Regions from separate parts of the Triticum aestivum genome. Here region 1 is linked to region 2. Evidence: chromatin contacts called from public Hi-C data. All regions are on one chromosome and are shown on one strand. The core of a region is the stretch at or near the end of the contact, and the rest is flanking DNA. Distances in the headings are between cores, read along the strand shown. Region 1 overlaps LOC123154807. Region 2 holds the start of LOC123154807.

Region 1 (6,107 bases), core at 1,705-4,204, 43 kb after region 2:
AGATCTTATGGGTTTCACCTCTAGCCTACCACAACTTGTTTGGGACTAAAAGCTTTGTTGTTGGAGAAGTCTACTTAATACCATGACGTTTGACACAGCCATGTCGTTTGGCGTCCGACTACATTACCCTTAAGGTTTAGAAACTAGCTACCAAACCTTTGCGAAGCCATTAAAACCCACTGGGGAGCTCTAGGAGTCGGTTTCATTAGCATGATTCTTTGATATGCCTCATGGGGGTAGCTTAACTTATCCATCTTTTCTCTCTTTCGCCAGTAGCCATTATTTCCTGATTATCAAAGTAGCAACATCCTGACTGTACCATCTCCTATAATTCTGGGCCTAAGCTACCTGTGCCTTGTGCTTTCGATTTGCACATTCCTTCACCCCACCATGCCTCTGCGTCACTGCACCAGTCTCTTACTTACCACTCGCCCATATCTACCCTTAAGGCTGGAACATTCTTTTGCTATATAAGCGACTTGCTAATTTCAAGTGCTAACCCACATCACTAGACATGTTTTCTTGGGAACACACCCTTAGACTTGTGTTGAAGTTTTTGTCACTTTGAACTGACTACTATGCAATGCTAACCATAAGCATGCACTAAGGAGTCTAAGTTGCTCTGGTACTAGGTGATAAATAACACAAGCTTGGCTCATTTTCTCAGAGTGGTGCCTCACAGGGTGGTCGTGGGGCAACTTGGTTTGATTGGACGAGGTGAGTGGGATGGAGTGGTTGATGGTCTCGTCATTGGAATACACAGGAGGCAGATGCCACAGGGGCAGCGAGTCAGCTACATGGTGCAATTGAGCCGTTGTCCAAGGGTGCACATAGAGCGGCAAAGCTAGGTCACAAGGGGTAGCTACAAACACTTTGTGCATGGGCTCCTCAAACTTGGCAGCCATGAAGCTACGTGAGGATGATACTGTGTTGCACTACGAAGCACACATGAGCTGGGTGAGGTAATCATGCCCCCCACCTGTCAGTGTCAGTTCCAATCTTGGATGCTGCCAGGATGCCAGGAGCAAACTTCATGGAAGCATAATGGTCCCATCTCAGGTGCTCTGTACTAGCTTCTTGATGAATGGAAGCAGTGCTGCTGATATGGAGTATCTGAACAATCTACATGAGGTGGTTTCTGCAATTAGTAAAAAAAAGAACTTTTGATCGACGCAATTAGCAAACTACATGCGTGCACTGACCAGGCTCTGTTTATATTACCTGTTTTCTGTTTGAGTGATGTTACTTTGCTTGAAATTTTGAGATTAAACTATTAGCTTACTATCAGGTCTGCACCATTCTAGATATCATCTTGACTTTTAACTTGTGAAACTGTTACATTGGATAACATAAATAGGAATTTTTGTCAATTGTGAAACTGTAACTAATAGCTTCACCTGAATATTGATCTGTTGTGTTATTGCAGGGAAGAGGTATGAAGTGCTCAACTTAGGAGGGAGCATAGACAAGGTATTCCATGCTTCCCATTCTCCTCCTGTAGCAAAGGAACATCCAACCTGTCATGTGTCGCTCACTAACTAATAAACAGGAATCTGACGTTGGAAAGAAGCTACTGGATATCAAAGCAAAAGGATCACAGCTCCTCTTAGAAATCAGCGAAGTATTCTAGTTCTGGAGACTCTTATGGCCCTAGATCTGCCAAGCAGTCGCAATTGCTGTTTTAGTTAAACTAAAGAATTATTAACTTTGCAGTGTAAGCAGACCCTTGAGCAGGAGAGCAACATAACTGCTAGATTCCCTGTAAGTTCAGTGTGTTTCTTAACCGTAAACATCATTCTGTTATCAAGTCATTCTCCATGTGTGTTATTTCATCCTGGTGCCTGCAGGCTGCAGTACAGGAGATGGATATTAAGTCCTTGGAGGAGGAATACAAAGGTCTACAAGGTGATGGAGCTGGAGAAGCCGAGTACTTCCAGTCTCTTGAAGAACAAATCATTAAAATGAAGGTGTTTTACCGATACTTTTCAGTTTGGTTGCTCCATGATTTAATCTAATTGATTTCCTTTTTCTTCTTCTCATGGAGAAATACATATACTACCTCCGATCCAAATTAATTGACGCAGCTTTAGTACAAAGTTGTGCTAAAGTTGCGTCAATTAATTTGGATCGGAGGGAGTGCGTTACTTTCAATGATGCCATGTGCAGTCTTAAGAAGCTGAACATCTTTCTCTGCAGGGAGTTTCTGATCCTATTAAATGCTGTTGCGGACTGGAGTACAATGTAGAACTAGGCGGGGAGTCCATGGGTGTAAGATAAACTCAGCCGCAGATTGCCACAGGTTCAGTGCGTTTAAAGTATGTATATGCACAGCTGGCGTAGGCTGCGCTTGGGCGGTTTATATTTTCCACCTGTATTAATCTACAAGGGCATTTTTCTGTGCACACCTGAGATACAAGTGTAACGAAAACACAATTGTAAAATTCTGGATTTCTGCTTGGATAGCATCGTATTTAGCCTGTCAGCAACATACAGCACAACAAGTCATTCTGAGATTCAGAAACTTCAGGTATAGCGCCAGATGCCACAACGATGCGGACAATGATGCGGACAATGACGGAGATGAATTGGTCAGTTTGCCAGGTGGTGTGCGACGACCTCAACTCCTCTTGTACTGCCGGTCATGGCGTGCTGCTCCAGTCTCTGTCGGCAGCCGGCAGTCACCACCGCCGTCGTCATAAAGTTCACTCCGGCAGTCAGCATGGACATTTCCAGACCTTGCCAAGGTAGCTGCCGCCGCCACGGAACCCGCTCACAACCGCCACCGACGTTGCCTCAGCCCACGCTCTTTGCCGGCCTGGTCAGGACCGCAGCCTGCCAGTTCGTTGCCGCCTCAACCTGCTGGTCGGCGGGAACTCCAGCCGAGCATGGCAAGGCACGTGATGTCGGCGCCAGTAACTCGCCAGGCCTATGGTCCCCGACACCGGTGGCTCGTCCATTCCTGTGCCTGGAGCCGTCCGTCCGGAGGTATGCGCCCTTGGAGCCCACGCTCTTTGCCGGCCTGGTCAGGACCGCAGCCTGCCAGTTTGTTGCTGCCTCAACCCGCTGGTCGGCGGGAACTCCAGCCGAGCATGGCAAGGCACGTGACGTTGGCGCCAGGAACTCGCCAGGCCTATGGTCCCTGACACTGGTGGCTCGGCTATTTCCTGTGCCTGGAACCGTTCGTCCGGAGGCATGCGCCCTCGTCCTTGGCTAGGTTTTTTTTTAGACAAACTCGCGAAACTTTTATTCAACCGTCACAATGTTTACAGGGACGAACAAAAGATCGCCGGGGTGGCCTAACTAAACATGGCGGCTGGTTCCCAACGTTAATGCATGCTTTGCGAGGTTGTGAGCCTCAATGTTCGAGGATCGAAATTCATGACTAAAAGAACAAGATATGAAAAAACGAGTTCTATCCCTTATTTCATGTACCACTGCTCCATATGCTGCTGCCGTTCCTCTTTTGATCGCCTCCACCGCTGTCATGCAATCTGAGGCGATGATTGCTCCATATGCTGTTGCCGTTCCTCCTTTGATCGCCTCCACCGCTGTCATGCAATCTGAGGCGATGAAAACCTTCTGCTCGTATAAGTCCTCGGCAAGTGCCATTGCTTCCCTGGTAGCTAGAACTTCAAGCACCTCCAGGTCCTCTATGTTGTTGAAGACAACTGCCGAGGCCCCCAAATACACACCCAATGCATCGCGGCAAACGGCTCCCACAGCCCCCCTTCCACCAGCACGCGGCACAGCCGCATCTACATTAATTTTAACATGATCATTCGGTGGTGGCTGCCAAGCAGTAGGGCGGACCCTTGGAGTTGTCAGTGACCTGTCAACAGGTTTCGGTATGTGCTTCAAATCAGCCAAGTAGCTAGTGACAAAACCATGAGTAGCGAATGGAGTTTTGTAAATTCCTTCATGGATTATCTTTCTCCTCGCTGCCCAAATCGCCCATAGTGTGACAATCATGGTAGTGAATTCCTCTTGAGGAAGCGATTCGCTCATTAGAAAGAGCCATCTCTTTGCATGTTCATCTCTCTACATACACATATGCTGCACCATATCCTCATTTGATAGAGCCCACACGCACCGGGCGTAGTTACAGTCAATAAGAGAATGGCGCCAGTTGTCATCTGCTCCACATAACGCACACACATGCGATGGTGACATGTTCCGACGATGCAGCACATCACTGGTAGGAAGTGAGTGACGAGCCAGCCTCCATGTGAATATTTTCAGTTTTGAAGGAACTTGCAATCCCCAAATAGATGACCATCCTTTGGATTCTCCGCTGGACATATCCTCAGCCTCATCCAACCAGTCTTCCCTTCCCATCTTCATCTTATGGATCAATTTGTAAGCTGATTTTACTGAGAAACGTCCCCTCAGATCGCCCGACCATGCCCAAAAGTTGTCCACTTGTCTTGTACAGAGGGGAATCTTCAGGATTGCCTCTGCATCAGCGGGAACAAAGACTTGGCGTACTACCTCCTCTCTCCAGCATGCCATGGTTGGTTCGTCCTTGGCTAGGTGAGAGAAAGAGTCAGAAAACGGGGGGAAACAGATGTGATGAGAAGTTTATCCAATACCGGCCAAAACCAGGTGTAATCTTGAATACACGTGCAAAATTTACGGACCAAAACGATCAACCAATCGTTAACCGGAACCCACTCGGTTTGTTTTTATGGGGGTGGATTTTACGAGTGTAATTGTGTAACACCCACAATGCGGCTATATCTCCCACGTGTCGGGGCACGACTTAGAGACATAGCCGCATGATAGATTAGTCGCAAGTGGGGTAATCTCCACACAATCCCATGTACTGAATAAGAAAGGGATAAATAGTTAGCTTACAATCGCCACTTCACACCAATAACAAGTTAAACATACATCATCCATAATACAATCAAGGTCCGACTACAGAACCAAAATAAAAGGAAGACAACCCCAAGTGCTAGATCCCTGATCGTCTCAACTGGGCTCCACTATTGATCAATCGGAAGACACAAAACAACGATCAAGATCTTCATCAAGCTCCCACTTGAGCTTGGTTGCGTCACCTGTACTGGTATCGTCGGCACCTGCAACTGTTTGAAAGTATCCGTGAGTCACGAGGACTCAGCAATCTCACACCCGCGAGATCAAGACTATTTAAGCTTATGGGTAGGAAAGGGTAGTGAGGTGGAGCTGCAACAAGCACTAGCATATATGGTGGCTAACATACGCAAAAGAGAGCAAGAAGAGAAGCAACGCAACGATCGAGAAGCTAGAAGTGATCCTAAAGCTACTTACGATCAAGCATAACACGAGACCGTGTTCACTTCCCGGACTCCGCCGAAAAGAGACCATCACGGCTACACACGCAGTTGATTCCTTTTAATTAAGTTAAGTGTCAAGTTCACTACAACCAGATATTAACAAATTCCCATCTGCCACATAACCGCGGGCACGACTCTCGAAAGTTTATACCCTACAGGGATGTCCCAACTTAGCCCATCACAAGCTCTCACGGTCAACCAAGGATATTCCTTCTCCCGGGAAGACCCGATCAGTCTCGGAATCCCGGTTACAAGACATTTCGACAATGGTAAAACAAGACTAGCAAAGCCGCCCGATGTGCCGACAATCCCGATAGGAGCTGCACATATCTGGTTCTCAGGGCAACACTGGATGAGACATCCTATGAGTAAAACCAACCCTCAAGTTTCCCTGAGGTGGCCCCGCAGTCTACTCAGTTCGGACCAACACTTAGAGAAGCACTGGCCTGGGGGGTTAAAATAAAGATGACCCTCGGGAGCGTGACTCCCAAGGGAAAAGTATAGGTGGTGGTGAGGCAAATGGTAAAACCAAGGTTGGGCCTTGCTGGAGGAGTTTTATTCAAAGCGAACTGTCAAGGGGTTCCCATAACACCAAACCGCGTAAGGAACGCAAAATCAAGGAACATAACACCGGTATGATGGAAACTAGGGCAGCAAGAGTGCAACAAAACACCAGGCATAAGGCCGAGCCTTCCACCCTTTACCAAGTATATAGATACATTAATTAAAAATAATAGATATTGTGATATCCCAACATATCCATGTTCCAACATGGAACAAACTTCATCT
Region 2 (5,913 bases), core at 450-2,949:
AGCGCGACCTGGTTCGCGCGACATTCATTCCACCAGACGCAGAGGCAATTCTTAATATTCCGCTTTGTCGGGGCGGCGGGGCGGACTTTCTTGCTTGGGCACATGAGAGATCTGGCATCTATTCTGTTAAAACAACATATCAAGCTCTAGTGAATCAGAAAGAGCGGTTAGCTCTAGAAGAAGGGCATATATCGGGGCCATCAATGAACGAAGAACATATGTGGAGCTTGCTATGGAAGCTCAAAGTTGTCCCAAAAGTAAGAGTCTTCTGGTGGCGGGTGTTGAGGGGAATCATTCCGGATGAATGCACCCTCCATCATCGCCATATCAGAGATACTAGCTCATGTAAGCTTTGCCTGGCTACAGACGAAGACTTGATGCATGCTCTTGTCCACTGTTCTCATGCAAAGCGGTTTTGGGAGGAGGCAAGGCTACTCTTTGGGATCAACCTACCCCGGCTCCATCCCAGTACTTGGGCACGCGATATCCTATGTGATCTTCGGTTCATTGACAAGGACCGTGCCATCATCATCACGGTCATGTGGGCCATTTGGATGTCTCACAATAGAAGAACACATGATCAGGAGACCATTGATCCAGTTGCCTCGGTCCGTCGCATCCGTGAGGACCTTGCACTGTTGGATATTCCTCGACAGAGCTTCGTACTTCTGCCAGGTCAAGGGTGGCGGCCCCCCGAAGATGATCATATCAAGATCAATACTGATGCTGCAATACACTTTGATGCCGGCGTCACCGGCGTGGGGGGAGTGGCCCGCTCTTCCTCGGCGTTCTCGGGCGCATGGTGCAAACCCCACCTAGGGGTCACAGACCCTTTCATTGCTGAAGTGCTCTCCCTGCGGGAGGGTGTCATCTTCGCCAAGCTTCGAGGCTACATGCACGTGTGACTGGAATCCGACTGTCTTGAGGCAGTTAACCTCCGAAACTCTAGCGACACCGATCTTTCGGTAGTAACACCAATTTTCTTAGAAATTAGAGAGCTTTCTGCTGGCTTTTTGTCTTTTCATATTTCTCATGTAATAAGATCCGCTAAGGGTCCTGCACATTTGTGTGCTAAGCGTGCATGTACGCTTTACGTGACCGAAAGATGGCTGGACTCCACGCCTAACTTCCTGGTTAGCAGCCTTCTGGCTGACTGCCCAGCGAATGCGTTCATCTAATAAAGCTCTCTAAAGTTCCCTGAAAAAAAAGCTTTTACGGATACTCCAGGCCAGGCGCCTTTGCCACAGGATGGCAACCAAACACCCTCTTAGGCCAACTCCAGCGCGTGACCCATTTCTACCTCAAATCGTCCGTTTGTGTCCGTTTGGGATAAAACGGACAAACCGAACAACCCAACGCATGGGAGCATACAGACGTTTCGTCCAGTCTGTGTCCGCTTTTGCCCTATTTCCAGACCAAAGTTGCTCTAGGTTTGGGGCCAAAGCGGACAGAAAGCGGACGTCTTCGCGTCCTCGTCGTCCGTCTATGTCCGCCCTCAACCCCACCTGTCACTCTCTCCTTTTTTGTACCTGGCCCACCATACGGACAAAATTTGGACAAAATAGGTATAGATTTAGGGTAGCAGCGTTGGGCGCAGCAAGTTTGTGCGGCCTCTGTCCGGCGTTTGTTCTCCCTATTTCTACCCCATATGGATAAAATCCGGACAAAATAGACCTATTTCTACCCCATATGGATAAAATCGGGACAAAATGGGTATAGATTTAGGGTGCTGAGGTGGACCCCAAACACACAAAAGAAAGGTCACATTCCTTCTCGACCCACCGCTCCGGCCGGCAGCCATGGAGGAGTACCTGGCAAACATGAGGACCCTACGCAGCTACATGAACGGTCCGTCGCGCGAACTCACCGCCCCTTCCCCCGCCCCTGCTCCCGCCGCTCTGACTCTCCAGCCGCCTCGGCTGTCGATGGTTGCGTCGCTGGGCTGCAGATCTGGAAGAGGAGGCAGCGAAGCGGTCAGCGGAGGAGCAGAGGCAGCGCACGGCCATAGATGCTCACGACAGCGACATCGCCTTAGGTTCAAATGTCTCTTGTTTCTATCACTGGATTCGCGCTGCTAATTTTGCCGTCTTGGTTGATGATGTCGCTGTTTATGTTTGGGCAGTGAGGGCGCAGGCGAAACAGGTGAGCAACGAGGCCGAGCACCTTGCCAAGGCGAGGGCGCATGTCTGTGTGGAGATGGCTGAGAAGCAGGGTAGGATCGCCTCACTGGAGGTCGTGGGTGCCACGCTGAAGCAGGTGAGGATCCTGGATTGTTCGTTGTAGCTCTTGCGGAGTTTGCTATCCTGGAAATATGTGCACGTAAGCCGTAATAAGTTATTTGATGGCACTCCTTTGTGGCATGTTGGAGGACGTGAAATGCTATGTTGAACGGTATTTAGCGAGTGAATAGTCATGCTTTCGTAGAAGTGGGAAAACAGCGTCAGCTGTTGTGAATTAGTAGGAAGTTGGTTGGTCATAATCGTTAAAAAAATGCAGACGGAGAATCACCTCTTGCTGTGGTCGTGAAGATGGGAGGGCAGGACTCCACCCACTAGGGTTTATATCCTGCCATTCTTGTGCGCATTTGTAGGAACTTTGTGAGATTGGTGGATATGGCTGATCCTTGTTTTGGAAGCGTGTGTTAAGGAGGTGCGTTGTGAGTGTGTTTCCCTTGCAATCGCCAAGAAAAAGGGCAGACTAGAAGTGATGCAATTGGACAGTTATATTTTGTCTTAAATGGTAGTTCTGAAATGCGATGTTCTTTTTGCGGGGGTTGGCTCTTCCAAAATCTGTTCCGAGGGTTAAATTTTTGTCCCATCTGAGATACATTTCTTGCTTTTCATACCCTAATATTGATTTTTTCCCCTTCGGCGCCAGTCCGTTGGGTTGTCAAATCGTCAAATGTAATCCAGGTGTTGGTATTCAGCTGTCAGGGCCTAAGTCCCCGAAGGGATAGTGGTGGATGGTGGGAGGACGGGGGCGGGGAAGGTTGCCTTTGGGTACCGTGATGCCAAGGGGAGATAGGGCTGCAGAGGAGAACCCCTACCTTTTCTATTTATGTTTCTTGCTTGTTTCTCTCAATACCAGTCCCGGGCATTATTTATCCTGCAATTTACATGACTTGGAAAGTAAGGACTCTTTAAACCGACTTAGACCTGAACACAATAGGGGAAACCTTCTATTTGTAACAAAAAACCCTATCGCACTCAGATCAAACTTCCTAAGGCTTGAACTTACCTAATCCTGTACTCCTATAATATGGTGGCCACCGAGTCTTGCTTCGGCTTGCACCTGCAGACATAGTGCTGACCCACATGACATCAGTTCCCTCCATGAGCAGCTCGTGCTTGAGCCAGAAGGTTGGGTTCTTATGCTGAAATTCAGTAAGATGTTCACAGGAAGCTTGAGATGCAGCACGACCTGTCCATTGCACAAACATTTGTTGCATGCCATGACTAAGACGAGCCACAAGTAAAGAGAGATGTTGGGAAGTTTGTTCAGCGGTGCCACATTGCAAGGGCTAGGTCCAGAACATAGGGTTATACATGTCTTTGTCTGTTCCTGTTGCTCCATGGGAGGATATCTCTATGGACTTCGTCTTGGGTTAGCCAAGAACAAGACGAGGGAATGATGCTGTGTTTGTGGTCATGGACAGATTCTCTAAAATGGCTCATTTCATGCCATGTCGCAAGACAACAGATGCTCATCATGTGGCTAACCTATTCTTTCGAGAAGTGGTCAGACTTCATGGAGTTCCAAGGTCCATCGTCTCAAACCGCGATAGCAAGTTTCTTGCTGCATTTTGGCTCACTTTGTGGAAGCAAGTCAACACTGCATTCAGATTTTCTAGCACTGCCTATCCACAAACAGATGGACAAAATGGAAGCGGTGAACAATTTTTTGGGTAATCCTACAATAACTCTTTTTTCATTGTCTACGATGAAGTTCCATCACACGTGGTGGACCTCGTGAAGCTACCATCAAGGGGAAACTCAAATTCAGTATCGTCCTTTGCTGATAATTACACTGAGTTGTTTGAAGAAATTCATGGTGTTTCGAAAGCACAAAATCGGAAATATAAACAACTTGCTGACTGCAAAAGGAGGCTGAAATCATTCCAAGTTGGTGGTAAGGTGATGGTCTACCTCTGGAAAGAAAGATTGCCTTTTAGGTATTAAAGGGAAGCTTAGAAGCGAAGGTATGTGCCCTTCTCTATTATGAGGAAGATAAAATGATAATGCTTATGTGATAGATCTTCCAAGCGAGATGGGGATATCCAACACATTCAATGTTGCGACTTGACTATACCATCCAGAAGAAGCGCTCTATGAAGTTAACTTGAGGTCGAGTTCCAAACAACCAGGGGAGAATGATGAGGAACAATAGAGGGAAAAAACATATGTCAAATCTGTTTGCTACTTCTAGATACTTCTACTCTAGTCTAGTATTTCTTTTCTTTTCTTAACCTAGCCACTGTTTTCTTGAGTCTTCTAGCTATGAGTAGCTATGAGTAGAATGGTGAATCTTAAGTGATGTTTTCTAGAGTGTTCTAAGCTATAAGTAGAAGTGAAATGTGAGGGCTTCCCAAAGCCCTATAAATAGAAGTCATCACCTCTAGTTTGTAACAAGACTATTTACCACCACTTCCTATAATAGAGTTTGGTGTTCTTATCTAAGATTTTGAGTAGATCTTGTGCTCTAGGAGTTTTGGATTGAACTCCTGCTGCCACATTGGCCTATTTCCACCTCTAGAGCGATATCTAGTGCAACTCGTTGAAGTAGGTCCTTCAACACGTGTTGTACACTTTGTAGCAGCAAGGTTTGTTCCTCCACAACAACCTTGTGCTGCTTCAGGTGTCATGTGGAAGGAGGCCCCAGAATCAAGAATCTAGAGCAAAGATGTACCTGACGAAGAGTGGTGGTGGATCAGATGTCTGACCATCAGAACTAGCAGAACCTAAGGGTGGTGCAGAAGCAGCAACGCGGCGCAGCAAGGTGAGCATCTCCTGGTGAACCTTCTGAAGGTAGCCCTCACGAGAATTAGAGGAGCCTCCTGGGTCCATACGAGGATGGCCAACACGGTGATCGTGTCTCTTTCTCTTGATGCACTCCATGATCATGTGACCATCCTGCTTGCTATAGGTGCAGAAAGCACTTGTGGAGGCTGCTGGCACCAGTGCAGGAGAGGGCACACCATGCAATAGTGGTGAAGCGCGCGCAGCCAGGACTGCTTAAGAGGACGACAACAAGCCCGTGCTGCGTAGACGTAACTCCTCAGATCGCACCTCAGCAAGGGCCTCCAGAGAGAGCCGAGGATGGCGTGCCAATAGCTGAGCACGACTCTGCTCGAACTCTGGTCGGAGGCGAGTGAGGAATTCGTAGAGGCAACAAACCTCCAGCTTAGCTTGTTGCTGCACACAACACTGCATCTGGCAAACATCAGCTCCCAGATAGCCCAATTGGCACCACACATCCGATATCTCCTAGTCATCCACAGTAGCATCTCCCTGTTGTAGTTGTTGCTCTTGACAAACATTAGAGAGATACATGCCACCCCCCGTAGATTCGTAATGACGCCGAGGCGCTCCCACATCTGATGGTAAGGGCCACCACATTCATGGTCAGATCAACATCCATGCCGTTCACCAAGATAGAAGAGGCTCGAGCATCATCATTTGTCCATTGATTGTACAGGTGAAGTTGATTATGATACTCTTCTTTTTAGTGGCCTCCTCAAAGGCATCTAGCATCTAACGTTGATCGGTATTACCGGCATCAACAGGGAAGGCCAACTTAGCCAAAGGAGTGGGCAGTAGAGGACAGGTCAGAGCACATGTGAGGTGCTCCCAGACCAGCTGGCCCCTCATGTGCAGCTTGATGTACTGCACCCAGTCCTTGTAGTTCCGTGCATCA

The links. Hi-C and Micro-C count contacts between places; a contact is called where the count stands out from the background.
Region 1: a Hi-C map of leaf shows a contact between it and region 2, with 2.2 times the contacts expected there. The contact joins the enhancer-like site here to the promoter of LOC123154807 in region 2. A contact is called at or near these places in 2 of 5 Hi-C or Micro-C datasets (both in leaf).

What each region holds. Positions count from the first base shown.
Region 1 is chr7A:358,226,592-358,232,698 of IWGSC CS RefSeq v2.1, forward strand. It overlaps LOC123154807, which reads left to right. Exons shown (of 12, transcript XM_044573441.1): 8 at 1,427-1,470; 9 at 1,550-1,621; 10 at 1,714-1,761; 11 at 1,848-1,967; 12 at 2,197-2,482. The coding sequence ends at 2,277. Among protein-coding and RNA genes, the nearest start is that of LOC123154807, 43 kb to the left of the region's middle. Within about 2 kb of position 2,955, at least 7 of the 8 cell types and tissues checked have an H3K27ac peak or open chromatin away from gene starts, as enhancers often do. A contact at or near this core is called in leaf, where this site is marked.
Region 2 is chr7A:358,185,041-358,190,953 of IWGSC CS RefSeq v2.1, forward strand. It overlaps LOC123154807, which reads left to right and starts at 1,700. Exons shown (of 12, transcript XM_044573441.1): 1 at 1,700-1,848; 2 at 1,949-2,035; 3 at 2,123-2,256. The coding sequence starts at 1,800.